Regions from separate parts of the Mus musculus genome. Here region 2 is linked to region 1. A link is a contact called in public HiChIP or PLAC-seq data. All regions are on one chromosome and are shown on one strand. The core of a region is the stretch at or near the end of the contact, and the rest is flanking DNA. Distances in the headings are between cores, read along the strand shown. Region 1 has its middle 9.8 kb from the start of 1110028F18Rik. Region 2 overlaps Sntb2 (syntrophin, basic 2).

The links. HiChIP or PLAC-seq counts read pairs in DNA pulled down with a chosen protein or histone mark.
Region 2: a contact with region 1 is called in an HNF4G HiChIP or PLAC-seq map of pancreatic cancer cells. The contact joins two enhancer-like sites. A contact is called at or near these places in 1 of 484 Hi-C or Micro-C datasets (B cells), 1 of 115 datasets of contacts at active chromatin or transcription factors (pancreatic cancer cells) and 1 of 9 other capture datasets (embryonic stem cells).

Annotation. Positions count from the first base shown.
Region 1 is chr8:106,573,490-106,581,182 of GRCm38.p6, reverse strand. No RefSeq gene overlaps it. Among named protein-coding and RNA genes, the nearest start is that of 1110028F18Rik, 9.8 kb to the left of the region's middle. Within about 2 kb of position 3,807, at least 71 of the 459 cell types and tissues checked have an H3K27ac peak or open chromatin away from gene starts, as enhancers often do. A contact at or near this core is called in pancreatic cancer cells, where this site is marked.
Region 2 is chr8:106,999,384-107,007,076 of GRCm38.p6, reverse strand. It overlaps Sntb2 (syntrophin, basic 2), which reads right to left. Exons shown (of 7, transcript NM_009229.5): 5 at 5,371-5,567. Among named protein-coding and RNA genes, the nearest start is that of Gm22085, 6.4 kb to the left of the region's middle. Within about 2 kb of position 4,321, at least 41 of the 459 cell types and tissues checked have an H3K27ac peak or open chromatin away from gene starts, as enhancers often do. A contact at or near this core is called in pancreatic cancer cells, where this site is marked.

The DNA of each region.
Region 1 (7,693 bases), core at 2,558-5,057:
TACAATATCTTCTTCCTTATTGTTTTTTTTAGGGGGTGGAAGTGTTATTTAAAAAAATTGTCTTAGGTTGGAAATACAGCCCAGTTGGTAAAGTGCTTGCTTAGCATGCACAAACCCTTGGGCTCAGTCTCCAGGGTTTCTTATAGCCCAGGCTGGCCTCACACTAATTCCATGGAGCCAAATGTGAGTGGGAATATCTGAATATCTGATCCTCCTCACTCCCTGAGTTCTGGGATGTGGCTATGTGGGACCACACCTGGTTTCTTCAGTTCTGGGGCTTAACACACACACCACAAACACTGAATGAAACTATAACCACTCGGAAAAACTAAAAAAAAAAAAAAAAAAAAGAAAGAAAGAAAGAAAGAAAGAAAGAAAGAAAGGAAACAGAAACAGAAACTATATCCATATTCCATTACACTTTTAATGTTACATTTGTATTTACTTTTAGGTTTAGATTCCTTGGGTCAACAAGACTGTACTGTTAAGTGATTAAGGCTCCAACCTTAAGAAGCCTGTGTTCAGTCCCCAAGACCCATGTGGTAGGAGGATTATTTTTGGTTTGTTTGTTTTATTTTGGTTTGGTTTTTGGTTTTTGGTTTGAATGTGGGTGCTAGGATCTAAACCCAGGTTCTCATGCTTATGTGCAAGGACGTTACCAGCTATGGCTTCTTGGTAGCCCCTGGGTTTTTTTTTTTTTTTCCTTGTGTGTGTGTGTGTGTGTGGTGTTGTTGTTTATTTGTTTGTTTGTTGTTTTTGTTTTGCAGCAGAGTCTCCTGTACCTAAGTCTGGCCTCAAACTTAAGCTCAGTAATATAACTGGGTTCTTGAGCTCCTGATCCTCTGCCTTTACCTTCCAAATTCTGGGGTTACAAGCCTAGTTTTTGGGTCAAACCTAGGCTTTATGCATGCTAAGAAGTGCTCTACTGACTAAATCATGCCTGCAGCCCTCTGAATACATTTCACGTTACTTATTTTGGGGTTGAAAGGAGTAGGGATTGAGACAGGGTCTCAGTTTGTAGCCCAGGCTAACCTTGAACAGAAGATCCATTGTATCTCACTCTCCAATCCTGGGTCATTCTCTTACCACATCTCTCAGAGTACAGGAATTACAGGTATGGGCTGTATTACCGCATTCAGTGCTGAGAATTGAACCCAGGACTTTGCACAAATTAGACAATGCTAGACCACTGGACTCTAATCCCACAGTGTTTATTCATATATGCTGTGTTATTTTTTAAAATGAAAGGAAAGCACACTTTGTGTATGAGGCTTTCCTTTTTTGTTATATTGAGACAGGATCTCAAATATTGCAGATTGGCCTCAAACTCACTAGTTAGCCAAGGATGACCTTGAATTCCTGACTCTCCTGCCTCTGCCTCCCAAGTACTAGGATTCTAGGCACTCACCACTGTGCCTGGCCATTCTGTGGAGCTTTAAAGAGTTGTATGGGAAAGGCTTTAGGATCGGTTTCTCAGAGTTGCTGAGTCAGGAATCATATGCATGGGACTGTGAAGCCAGCCGGCCCAGCAGTTAAGAGCACTTGGTGTTCTTGCAGAAGACTCAAATTCAGCTCTCAAATTCTCCCACATTGGGAGGCTCCTGCCACTCTTTCCTGGCCTCTACACAGCCACAGCCAACCATACATAGAAATGAAAGCAAGATATAAATCTTAAAAACAAGAATATGTGCATATGGGCTGGTGAGATGGCTCAGTGGGTAAGAGCACCCGACTGCTCTTCCGAAAGTCCGAAGTTCAAATCCCAGCAACCACATGGTGGCTCACAACCATCCGTAATGAGATCTGACTCCCTCTTCTGGAGTGTCTGAAGACAGCTACAGTGTACTTATATAATAAAAATAAATAAATAAATAAATAAATAAATAAATAAGTATATAAAAAAAAAAAGAATGTGTGCATATGTTACTGCTTTGAGCTTTCTGTTTAGCCCCCCAGCCAGGAAGGAGTGACCCTCTGGGAGGGGTCTGGCAAAGGGGCGGGGCCTGGCCCTTTAAGGTCTTTTGTTTCTGAAGTAGCCCTGGAGGTTAGTCCTTCTGCAAAGCCATGCTAACCATTCCCAGGACCTTCTCGTGGTGTGGCAGGAAACGGGGAGAAGAACAAGAAGGCTTTATTAGAATGTTATCCGCCAAGGGCACTTGCTTAGTACAGTTTGGCTTTGCTTTCAGGCAGCTCTCTGCAGGCTGGTGTGGGACTCTGCCTCTTGTAGGGAAGAAGATCTGGGGTCCGGAACTCGCCCAAGCTGTTTGGCCATTGGCCCCAATTCCCATCACTTAGTAAATACAGATCATCAATAACATTTTGTTGTTGCTGTTGTTTATTGTTATCTCATACTGAGTGTATGTGTACTTGGGGTGGGGGGATGTGAATATATGCACATGCACATTCATATTGTGTGAGTGATAGCTGGGCCTTAGGGCTAGGTAGCTGGACTCCAATTATCATTATTCTGCTTCCTAGCTGTGTGGCTCAGAATGATGCGGGTGCTAAGATGCATTGATGCAGGTACATGGAAATCCTGTCACTGAGGAATGACAAACCCAGAAGCCTTTCTGGAATAAGAGGGATCTAGACAGGAATCAAGTCTCAAGACACCTGTAGGTTAATAAAGAGGCCAAGTGGCTTTGAAAGAGAGAGAGAGAGAGAGAGAGAGAGAGAGAGAGAGAGAGAGAGAGAGAGCAGCCATTAAATTCCATTATAGGAAAATTACCTATGAGAGTCGGAGGTTCTTCTCAGATTTCAGCTCAGCAATCGTAGGAGTCCCTGGTACTGTGCTCAGCACTCTGGCTGTGGTGAGTTCTGGAGATAAGATATCAGCTTGAGACCCACCAGGGAGATACTCTTGAGATGCCTAGCAAGCAGATTCTGGGACAATGAAATAGTTCATGACTATTACCAAGCCCAGGGACCTGAGTTAGGATTCCCAGAACTCACATGGTGGAAGGAGAGAGAAACAGCTCCCACAAGCTATTCTTTGACCTCCACATGTGCACTGTGGCACTTGGACCATACACACAATAAATATAATTTTAAAACAAGTCACCTGATGTGGTGGCACACACTTTTAGTCCTAGCACTTGGGAGGCAGAGGGATCTCTGAGTCTGAGGCCAGCTTGGGCTACAGAGTGAATTCCAGGATAGCCAGGGCTATACCATGAGATCTTGTCTCAAATAAATTAAATACACAAACAAAAGAAAGAAAAAGAAAAAATTGGAGGAAGGAAGGAGAGAGAGAGAGAAGAGAGAGAGAGAAAGAGAACCTCGTTAAGATTGGCTAGAAGAAGACAAGAAGCATCCTCGCTAAGGAGCAACTAATTCCACTGCCTGGCATGAAGAAAGGAAAGGTTTAATAATTCAGAGAAGGCAGGCCGGGTGGCTCATGCCTGTAATCCCAGAACTCAGGAGGCTGAGACAGGATTGTCTAGGCTACATTGCAAGTTTCAGACTAACCTTGGCTATGGTGAGCCCCTGTCCAAAAAAAAAAAAAGCTCTTTGCAGGTGTGGAAGGACAAGTAGCGGAGGCAGGGACACTGAGAAGGTGTCACTGTGGCAAAGCCAACAGTCCAGGAATGGGGAAGGAGCGTGTCTTCTGTGGCTGTGTGACCTGTATGTGGAAGTGGGACAGATCAGCAGGAGCTGAGATTTTTGGACAAAGTCCAGGACTGAAAGGACTTTAAACAGCCTGCTACTTGTATTTCACTGAGGGGGTCACAGGAATGCAAGGACGTGTATTGGCACAGAGGGAGGAGGACTGTTCTAAGAGACTGGCCTGGGAGCACGGGCTTCTGTAGTTCTCTCCACTGGAGTTCACAGTCTGACCTCAGCCAGAGGAAGTAGGCACAAAATGGGTGGGGCAGTGCTTGTCAGCCAGCCCGAAATCCAAGCCCTGATATTATTCCCTGGTGGCTTCTGAGAGAGATGACTAATATCTCTAAGATAAGAAAGGCTTCTGATGCAACCTGATATTCTTGTTGGTGGCGACTGGGGAACCCACGTTTAGAGGAGCTGAATTACTACAGGGGAGAAAAGAGCAGTTATGTTATTAAAGTGAAATGACTTATATCATTTCTGGTTTCCTGACTATGGCTATGATGTGACCAGCTGTCTCCTGTCTCAAGCTCCTGCCAGGACTTCCCCACTAGTATAGACTGTTCCCTAGAACTGGGAGCCAAAAATAACCACCCCCCCCCTTTTTTTTTCCTTTTTCCTTGAAACAGGGTTTCTCTGTGTAGCTCTGGCTGTCCTGGAACTCACTCCTAGACCAGGCTGGCCTTGAACTCAGAAATCTACCTGCCTCTGCCTCCCGAGTGCTGGAATTAAAGAAGTGCACCACCACTACCTGGCAATAAACTCCTTCCTTAAAGCAAAACAAACAAACAAAAAGAAGCAGAGATCTCTCTGTGCCTTTGGGGGCAGGAATGAGATTCACCAACACTGAGACATAGCAGCCTGTCTGTCACCTTGCTGGGAACAGTGTGCAGCTAACCAATCTTGTCCCCTCAGTAGCCTCTCTGCACAGGGATGATGAAAAGCATGGCCAAGACGATGGCTCCTGGGGTGGCAGTGGCTGCCTCCTCAGGGACTTGATCTTCATGTTGCTTTCTTTTCTTTCTTAGTTTTTTTAAGACTTATTTTTTTATTTTATGTATATTAGCACACTGTCGCTGACACACTAGGAGAGGGCATCGGATCCCATTATAGATAGTTGTGAGCCACCCACCATGTGGTTGCTGGGAATTGAACTCAGGACCTCTGGAAGAGCAGTCAGTGCTCTTAACCACTGAGCCATCTCTCCAGCCCCTTCATGGTTTTTTTTGCTTTGTTTTATTTGTTTTTGTTTTGTTTGTTGTTGTTTTCCCAGCTTAGATTCAATCCTTGTCTTCTGCTTTATCTCCATGAACCCCAAGGCCAATGACTGTGGGTCCCTAAAAGAGCTGCCAAATCCTTGGTGGCAATCACCACTCTCCTAACCTGGGTACCGGGTTTCTCTGGGCCTTCCTGCTACACAGGTATCATCATCTGCTATTTGGCATTTTTCAGAAGAAGGAAGAGGAAGAGGAGAAGGAGGAGGAAGAGGAAAAGGAGGAAGAGAAGGAAGAGAAGGAAGAGGAGGAAGAGGAAGAAGAAGCAGAAGAGGAAGCAGCAAAACAAATCTTTTTAAAATACATTAACGGAGTATTGGAGTGCTGGCTGAGTGGTTGAGTGCTTGCTAATCAACTGGCTAATGAACTGGTGTTCAGATCTTAGCACTTCCTCATTACTGAGCCTCCAGCTCAGAGGGATCCCATGCCCTCCTCTGGCTCTGTACATACCTACACACAGGTACATGCACCATGCATAGGTGTATATACCCATATGCATACATACACACACACACACACACACACACACACACACACACACACACTCACAAATAAATCTTTTTTTTTAAAAGACTTATTTATTTATTATATGTAAGTACACTGTAGCTATCTTCAGACACCCCAGAAGAGGGGATCAGATCTCACTATAGATAGTTGTGAACCACCATGTGGTTGCTGGGAATTGAACTCAGGACCTCTGGAAGAGCAGTCAGTGCTTTTAACCACTGAGCCATCTCTCCAGCCCCAAATAAATCTTTTTTTAAAAAAGGCAGAGTGACCTAACTCTATTGTTTTTCCTTAATGGGAACATGATATGAATATGAAGTAGACAATCATCTAAAGATTTTATCCAGCTGGGAGTGATATACTCCTGTAATCTCTGCAGTCAGGAAGTGGACTGATAAAGGAGAAACAAAAGTTCAAGGTCATCCTCAGATGCACTGTAAATTCAAGGCCAGCCTGGGCTACAGGGCTCAGTTTCAGGGAAACACACAAGGAAGGTTATCAATGTAAAGTCTAAGCCTGTAACAATCTATTTTTTAAATTTTTATTTATTTATTTTATGGATATGAGTACACATCAGGGGAGGGCATTGAATCCCACTAAGTTGTGAGCCACCATGTGGTTGTTGGGAATTGAATTCAGGACCTCTGGAAGAGCAGTCAGTGCCTTTCTTTGTTTTGTTTTGTTTTTTTCAGGATAGGGTTTCTCTGTATAGCCCTGGCTGTCCTGGAACTCACTCTGTAGACCAGGCTGGCCTCCAACTCAGTAATCCACCTGCCTCTGCCTCCCAAGTGCTGGGATTAAAGGAGTGCACCACCACTGCTCGGCTCATTACTAAAAGTTTACAGATGGTTGTTTGTGTTTGGGATTCAGATTGGCAGCATGTCACCGCTCCAGCTGTCCTTTAAACCTTTCTGGCTGTGCGTGATCCATGGCATTTGGCACTTGGGAGGTAGCCCTTTAGCACCTCAGCACAGGGCTTGTCCCAGTGCCACCTGCCTGCTTTCCCATCCCCAAGCTTTGTCACTGCCGGGCCCTGTCAGGCTCCAGTAGCACCAGGGGCAGACCATGGGACAGCCTCATTCCTACATCTCCCCGTGTGACACCCTTCACTTGGCACAGGGCATCCCTTCATCCTCTCATTTGGGCTTTGGTCTGTGCTGTAGACTTGGGTTCCACAACTCAGCTTTTACTTCTCTTTCCTGGAAACCAAGGTGAGACACAGATGAGAAATAGGAACTAAAAGAGGTGAGATCCCTTCATGTGGTAACATTACCACTTCTCCTTCCTCATCCTCTTCCTCTTCCTTCCTGTGTGGCCGGTGGTAACTTCTCTTCTCCCTCTCTGGTGGGAAGCAGGGCCGAGTTTGTGGCAAGCTAGCAGCGATTACCCTTCCTTTCTGAGTCTCTAGGGTGCCATGCAGCCCAGAACTCTGTCCAACACCCAACTGAACATATCCACTTACGTGGTCCCTAGACTTCTCAAATGCAATCCTCAGAAGGGAGTTAGGGCTGGGTGTAACGGTGTACAATGTAGACCTATAGTCACAGTATTGAAGAGGTTGCGGCAAGAGAAATTGCTGGATTGCCATGAATTTGAGATCAGCCTGGATTATAGAGTTAGACTGTCTCAAAAAAAAAAAAAAAAAAAAAAATTGGGGCCCGGAGAGATAACTGAACAGTTAAAAGCACTGGGCACTGGCTGCTCTTCCAGAAGACCTGGGATTGATCTGCAGCAGCACATGGCAGTTCACAACCTTCTGTAACTCCAGTTCAAAAGACCCAATGCCCTCCTTTGGCCTCTATAGCCAGTGCTCATATGTTACTCATAGACATTCATGCAGCCAAAATATCCATACACATGAAATAATAAGTAAAACCTGAAAGTTAAATATAACAAAAAAACTGAAAACTGGCTAGGCCTGATGGCACATGCCTTTAATTCGAGCAGAGGCAAGCAGATCTCTGAGAGTTTAATAAGCCATCCTGGTCTTGAACTCTAGCAAGTTCCAGGGCAGCCAGGGTTAGTTAGTGATACCCTGTCTTAAAACAAAACAAAACAAGATCCCAACAAAACACACACACACAAAAGATAAATAAATGTAATTAATTAAAACCCCAAAGAACCTTTTCCGGGCTGGTGAGATGGCTCAGTGGGTAAGAGCACCCGACTGCTCTTCCGAAGGTCCACAGTTCAAATCCCAGCAACCACATGGTGGCTCACAGCCATCTGTAACAAGATCTGACGCCCTCTTCTGGAGTGTCTGAAGACAGCTACAGTGTACTTACATATAATCAATAAATAGATCT
Region 2 (7,693 bases), core at 3,072-5,571, 430 kb before region 1:
ATGTGGATGAGTGTTTTGTCTGCATCTATGTCCCTGTATCACATGCAGGCCTGGTGCCCAGAAGGCCACATTGGATCCTCTGGAACTAGGTAGCTGGGAGCTTCCATGTGGATACTAGGAATTGAACCTGTCTCTTTTAGAAGAGCAGCCACTGAGCCATATCTCTAGCCCCTTATTTTACTTTCGTCTCCATGTAGCTGGCCTGAGTAGCCAAGAATGACCTTGCACTTCAGGTGTCCTGTGTCCACCTCTCAAATACTGTGTCCTAGTTAGCGTCAGCTGTCAATCTGCAGTCTAGAGTCATCCGAGGGAGTCTCAATTAAGGGATTACCCAGATCAGATTGTTCTGTGACCATGTCTGTGAGGGCCATAACTGATGACTGGTGTGAGAGGTTCCAGGCTATATAAGAAAGTCAGCTGAGCCTGAACCTGGGAGCAAGCCAGCAAGCCTACAGCAGTATTCCCTAGTTCTCCCCTTGGGCTCCTGTGCTGACCTCTCTCAGTGCTGACCTCTCTCAGTGACGGATTGTGATCTACAAGTATAAGCCAAGTAAGTTCTTTCTTCCCCTAAAGTTGCTTGTGGTCAGGGTTTTTTTGTTTGTTTGTTTGTTTGTTTTTGTTTTTCAAGACAGGGTTTCTCTGTATAGCCCTGGCTGTCCTGGAACTCACTTTTATAGACCAGGCTGGCCTCGAACTCAGAAATCTGCCTGCCTCTGCCTCTCGAGTGCTGGGATTAAAGGTGTGTGCCACCACCCCCAGCTGTGGTCAGGGTTTTTATCACAGCAACAGAAAGGAAACTAGAATATGCTGGAATTACAGTCGTATACCATCAGATCTGGCCTAGGTGGTGCTGAGGATTGAACCCAGGTCCTCATGCATAACTGATAAACATTTGACAATTCTACCTTCAGTTACCAGCATTAACCTCTTTAAAAAATACTCAACTTCTCAACTTCCTCTAACCTCTCCTTTTTCTTTTCCTCTCCATAGCACACTTTTTTTTTTTTTTCCTTCAAGACAGGGTTTCTCTGTATAGCCCTGGCTGTCCTGGAACTCACTCTGTAGATCAGGCTGGCCTCAAACTCAGAAATCCGCCTGCCTCTGCCTCCCGAGTGCTGGGATCAAAGGCGTGTGCCACCACGCCCGGCTTTCAGCACACTTCTTGAAAGAACTGTCCGCACCCAAGGCCTCTGCAGTCTGCTCCTCTTGTCACACTTTTCCTTTTCTCTCCGAGAGGACACCAATTATATCTCCAAGTTGCTAAATCCAACCAAATGATACCATAGGTTGGTTATGTACCCTGTCTCTATTTGCATCACTGGCTAGGAAAAACCTATCTCAGAAAACAAAATGAAACAATTTTAGTTTTAAAAAACAACAACAAAAAAAGATGTCGTGGGCCAGGGAGATGGCAAAGTTGGTAAGAGGCATGGGCACCTGCTTTACATCCCAGCTCCCACACAAAACACCAGGTGTGGGCTGGGCGTGGTGGAGCACACACACCTTTAGTCCCAGGACTTCTGAGGCAGAGGCAGGTGAGTCTCTGAGGCCAGCCTGGTCTACACAGAGAAACTGTGTCTTGAAAACAACAACAACAACAAAACCAAAAACAAAACAACAAAAAAAACCTAAACCAAAAGACAATAGCACAAAACCTAACTCCCTTCCCCCAGCCCCCTCCAAAGCCAGGTGTGGTGCTACACATTTGTAATCTCAGTGCTGGGGAGGGGGAGAGGCAGATTCTTAGGCCTTGATGCCCAGCCAGCAGAGCCTAATAGATGGGCCCCCACAATGCACTGACAGCTTGTATCTCCAAAGCAAATGAGCCACCAAGACCTCTCAGCAGTTAGGAGGATTTGCTGCCAAGCCTGAAGACTTGAGCCCTGGCACCCACAAGGAAGGGGAGAACCAGCCCCTGCATGTGACCCCCATGCATGCCATACACAAACATAAATGTAACAAAAATTAAAAGTAGATCAAAGTGGGTAGCTATTGAGGAACACAATCCTGGTTGACCTATGACTTCCATAGACCTATACATACACACAGCCAATACAAATAATAAATTAAAAACACTGTAAACCAGAAGAGGGACTGTGATGGCTAGTTTTATGTCAACTTGATACAAATTAGTCATCAGAAAGGAAGGAGTCTCAATTGAGAAAATGTCTGCATAAGATCAAACCTAGACAAGCATTTTCTTAACTAGTGATTGCTGGGGGAGGGGCCACTGTTGGGCTGGTAGTCCTGGACGTCATAAAAAAGCAGGCTAAACAAGCCACGGAGAGTGAGCCCATTAGCATCTTCTTCCATGCCCTCTGCATCAGCTCCTGCTCCAGGTTCCTGCCCTGCATGAGTGCCTGCCTTCACTGGTCTCAGTGATAAACTGTTCTATGGACCCGTGAGTGTAATCCCTTCTTCCCCAAGTTGTTTTGGTCATGACGTCTCATCACAGCAATAGTAACACTAAGACAGGGACGATGGGGAGAGAAGAGGAACAGTGTGGGATGAGACAGTGATGGCGGATGAACAGGGATGTGTGTGCATGAAAATGTCATGGTGACTGGAGGGGGTCCATCTCAGGGCCCACAGGACTCCAGTCCCAAGTGATCCAACCCCTCTTCTGGCCTCCATGGGCACTGCATTCATGTGGTGCACAGACATAATGAAATCAATATTATGTTAGCTAGAAAATTAAAACAATTTAGTTTTGGTAAGCTTCACAAAGCACTGCTAACGTCTGTCTAATGCACACCGGCCGACAGTACCACCATTCCTCTGATACCTCTTTCTTTTGCTTCCATGACACTCACCATCCCCACAAATCTGGTTTTCATTCCACTGCTCTGGTTCCTATGTCTTACACTCATAAGTGGAAGGGAACATTGGCTTTTTCACATCACAGGACATTACAGAATAGAAAGACACTCTAAGATAACATACTAAAGCCAGGAGTCAATCGGGGTTACACTGAAATGAATGTCAATCATATTACATATTACCTATCTTGTATTTTTGTGTGCATGCACAGGTACCTGTGTGTAGAGACCTTATGAATTGGTCCTCCCCAGGTGCTATCCACCTTATGTTTTGGAAACAAGGTCTCTCCTTGGTCTGGGCTCACCTATTTGGCTAGACTGGCTGGCCAGTGAGTCCTAGGGATCCCTGCCTTGACCTGCCCAGCCCTGGAAGTACACACACGAGCCAGTGCAGCTGGATGTCTACATGGGAAGTACACACACGAGCCAGTGCAGCTGGATGTCTACATGGGACGTACACACACGAGCCAGTGCAGCTGGATGTCTACATGGGACGTACACACACGAGCCAGTGCAGCTGGATGTCTACATGGGTTCTGGTAACTGAACTTGGGCCTTCATGTTGTGTGGCAAGCATTCACCTTCCCAGCCCATGCCTGTTTGTTTATTCTTTCTGTAGTGCTGAAGCCCGAATCCCAGGCCTCTCCATGGCGATACTGAGCTCTGCTTCCCATCTCCCAGTCTGTATTTCTTAAAATCAAAGACTGGTGTTGAGAGACCTCCTAATAATGTTTTCTACAAATCCTGCTACTGGGATCAGTTGTTTAGTTTTGTAGTTTTAAGTGGTTTCAATGTTTCTGGAGAGTCCTTTGACCTGACCCTATAGCACAGCAGGAGACAGATCAAAGCAAGAGGGGGAGGAAAGGAGGGAGGGGAGACACACACACATACACACACACACACACACATCACATGGGGTGGGGGTAGGGAGAGAGAGAGAGAGAGAGAGAGACAGACAGACAGACACTCTGATTGACTCAGGCTTTTTGAGCATTATAGGACAACTTCGAAGGGAGTAGGCCCCAGAAATTGACAACTAAGGTGACTATTATATTACTAGAGGAAAACACCAGGAATTTATGCTCACTGGTAAGTAGAAACTTTTAAAAACAACAAATTATGAACGGCTGGGGTAGCATCCCTGGTCAATGGTGTAAGAAAAAAACGCCTTATTAGTCTCTCCACAAACTAACTACAGAGAACAACAGGATGGCGTCTGTCCTCTCCTCACATCTCTCTGGTCAGGGACAGGGAGTAGATCTTATTTACTTTATCTCTATCATTATAAAGCCTAGCTCTTGCTAAATAGTGCTCAGCAAATATTTGTTGATTTAATGAATGAAGGGGACTGATACTGTCTGTCCTTCAGGTATTTAATCCGGTCAGGAGTATGAGTCATCTGGAGAGGGAAGGAGGGGCTTAAGGCACTGCCTGTATATAAGCCACACTGACCCTTGTTTCATGAAACGGAAGGGCAAACTGGAATACCTGTATGTTTACAGAGTGTATATGAAACACCAAGTTCATAATGTCTGCCACCAGGGGCACATCCACTGTGGAACAAAGCAACCAGCAGGGACTCGCCACTAGAGGGAGCGCCCAGAGTGGAAATGAGGCAACCAACTCCTGAATGTTGGACAGACATTTTCAAGCTTTTGAAGAGAAACTCCTACTCCATACACGTTATTTTCCACAGCCACAAACTGCCAGATACTTGTATTTGAGGGCGTATGGATGGCCTTAAGTGCCAAATCTTCTTAACTGTAGTCAGTGCATCTAATTCTTATTGCCTGGGTTCTTACACTATTAAATGTAGATTACAATGATACACAGTGAAAAAGCCACGTGGTAGTATGGTGGTCAGTGCTACATGGCAGGCATGGGAAAGGTCTGGTACTTAGACAGATAACAGATTTCTTTCCTCCACCACCACTTCAGCTACCGTGTTTTAATAGCTTACAATCAGTATGCAAAACAATGGTTTTACTTTACAGCTGAGTAACTTCACCTAATTACTATTAGAGGGCAGGAGAGATGGTTTAGCTTTTAAAGGTTCATCCTTTGGTTTTCTAAAGGATTCCAATTTGATTCTCAGCACCCACAAAAGCAAATTCTGTTTCACTGTCTGCCCTTTTCTGGTCTCATGGGGCACCTGCACACTCATGGCATGTATGTACACACAAGGAAATGTGCACACACTGATAAAGATAAGGCTTGAAAAAACTAATAATTATGGTTAGAATCCAGGACCAGGAATGAGAGTGCACACCTGTGACCCCAGCACTGGGGAGGTGAGGCAGGGGATCAAGAGTGCCAGGCTGGGCTGTGTGAGACCCTGTCAAAAACAAGCAGGAAGGAAGGAAGTTAGGAAGGAGGGAGGGAGGGAGGGGGAGAGAGAGAGAGAGAGAGAGAGAGAGAGAGAGAGAGAGAGAGAGGGAGAGGGAGAGGGAGAGGGAGAGGGAGAGGGAGAGGGAGAGGGAGGGAAGAAGGGAGGGGAAAAAGAAAAAGAGAGAGAGAGATAGATAGGAAGGCCAAACAAAAGTATCTCTACCTAGGGAGACTTCCTTGATCAGCTCAGCAGCAGCATGGCAGCCCTGAACAAGTATTCTGGTCCAGGTCGACAAATCCCGATGAGTTTCAACCCTGAAGAGATGCATCTCAATGCCCTGCCGAGAGCCTGTCCTGGTAGCAAAGGTCAGGTCAGATCCAAGGGAGGGTGACCGACATCCAGAACCTGAATGAACCAACCTAGGACCACAAATAGAACAGAAAGCTAAGGTGATCATTACCTTCAACAGTTTTTGGATGAATGCATTTCAAAGCCAAATTATGATATTTTTTAAAAGATTTATTTATTTATTTTATGCATATGAGTACACCACCATTGCTCTCTTCAGACACACCAGAAGAGGACACCAGACCTCATTACAGATGGTTGTGAGCCAACATGTGGTTGCTGGGAATTGAACTCAGGAACCTCTGGAAGAGCAGTCGGTGCTCTTAACCACTGAGTCATCTCTCCAGCCCCAAATTATGATATTTTGATATCCTTTAATCTGATAGAATAGTCCCTGGTGTCACAGGAGGCAGGATATTACTTACTGTCTTCATAAAGAAAATACCGGGCTGGTGAGAATGGCTCAGTGGGTAAGAGCACCCGACTGCTCTTCTGAAGGTCCGGAGTTCAAATCCCAGCAACCACATGGTGGCTCACAACCATCCGTAACGAGATCTGACTCCCTCTTCTGGAGTGTCTGAAGACAGCTACAGTGTACTTACATATAATAAATGAATAAATCTTTAAAAAAAAAGAAAGAAAGAAAATACCTACCAACAGAAAAAGAGATGCAGAAAATTCTTCGGGGGCTAGAGAGATGACTCAGGTTAAGAACACCTGCTACTCTTCCAGAGGACCTGGGTTTGATAGATGGCAGTTCAAAACCATCTCCTATACCCTCTTTTGTCTTCCATAGGCACCAGGCACACACATGATTCACAGACATACATAGAGGCAAAACATTCATTTACAGAAAAAAATGCTTAATTTCAGGCCGGCCTAAAACAAATCAAAACACCACACACAAAACAAACAATGGCACGTCCCATTCAGTGAACTAGGAGAGGAAGTCCTATCATCAGCTATCACATGGATGAACTTTGAGGATTTTATATCAAATGAAATGAGCATCACAAAAAAATCCAAAACATGCATGCTCTCCTTATATGCAGCATCGAAACCTTATCCGGATTTATAATTTCCCTTGAAAAACAGATTTTTATCACAGGCAACAATTAGCACCAGTGTTTTCCTTAGATGACAGAGCACTTCAGTCATTTTAGACACAGAACTGAGCATGGTGGGCTATTAATCAGTCCCTCCTCCAAGGGGAAACTGAAGTTCATGAGGAGCAGCTGGAGCTCAGCTCAGGACTCAGGAACACCAGCCCTTTTCCTTGCAGCATGGCTCACCAGATCATACTTCAGAATGAAGTACAAGCAATTTCTCAGCTTAATAATTCATATTTCATCATGTAGAATCTTAAAAAGATGGATAAAGCTGATAATTTGTGCTGTGCTGTGCTGTGTGTGTGTGTGTGTGTGTGTGTGAGAGAGAGAGAGAGAGAGAGAGAGAGAGAGAGAGAGAATATGAGCGAGTGAGCTTGGGCTGTGTGTGTGTACATGAACGTATGTGGAGGGACATCAGGTGTTCTGTTCTATGACCTTATTTATTCCCTTGATACAGGATCTCCTACTGCACCTAGAGTTACTTTATGGCCAGAAAGTCCTAGCAATCCTCCTGTCTCATCCTTCTATAACATGGGGGCTACAGGCTTCCTCTCTGGGTGCTGGGATCTGAGCTCATGTGTGCTCACAACAAGAACTCTCACCACCTGAGCATCCCCCTCTGCCCCCAAACTGAATTCTTACTACTTCAGTAATAATAATAATAATAATAATAATAATAAAGTTCAACTGGCTCCCCACACCCAAAATCCATTTGGGGAAAAACAACGATTACCCACACAGGTATGTTCTATGCATGTGACAGATCACCAATTGCCCCGAAACAGGTAAAGGTATCCCTCAGGGCAACTGTCAGCACAGTGAAAACCACAAGCAACATTTTCAGTATTACTGGGAGATACATTTGAACTTACAGAGCTGCCTATGGAGTTACCTCTGAGAGCCAACCGTGTTCCTAACCTTCCTGTAGACCTTACATGCCAGGTGCACAGGAGCTAGCTCAGAAAGAGTTAAGTCTTAAATTTACTCTCACATGATCCAAGTAAGAGGGAGCACAGAGGAAAGTACCACATTCAGTTTGATTGCTAATCCCACACTAGACATTACAAACTATCAAGTCTAGGGGGATA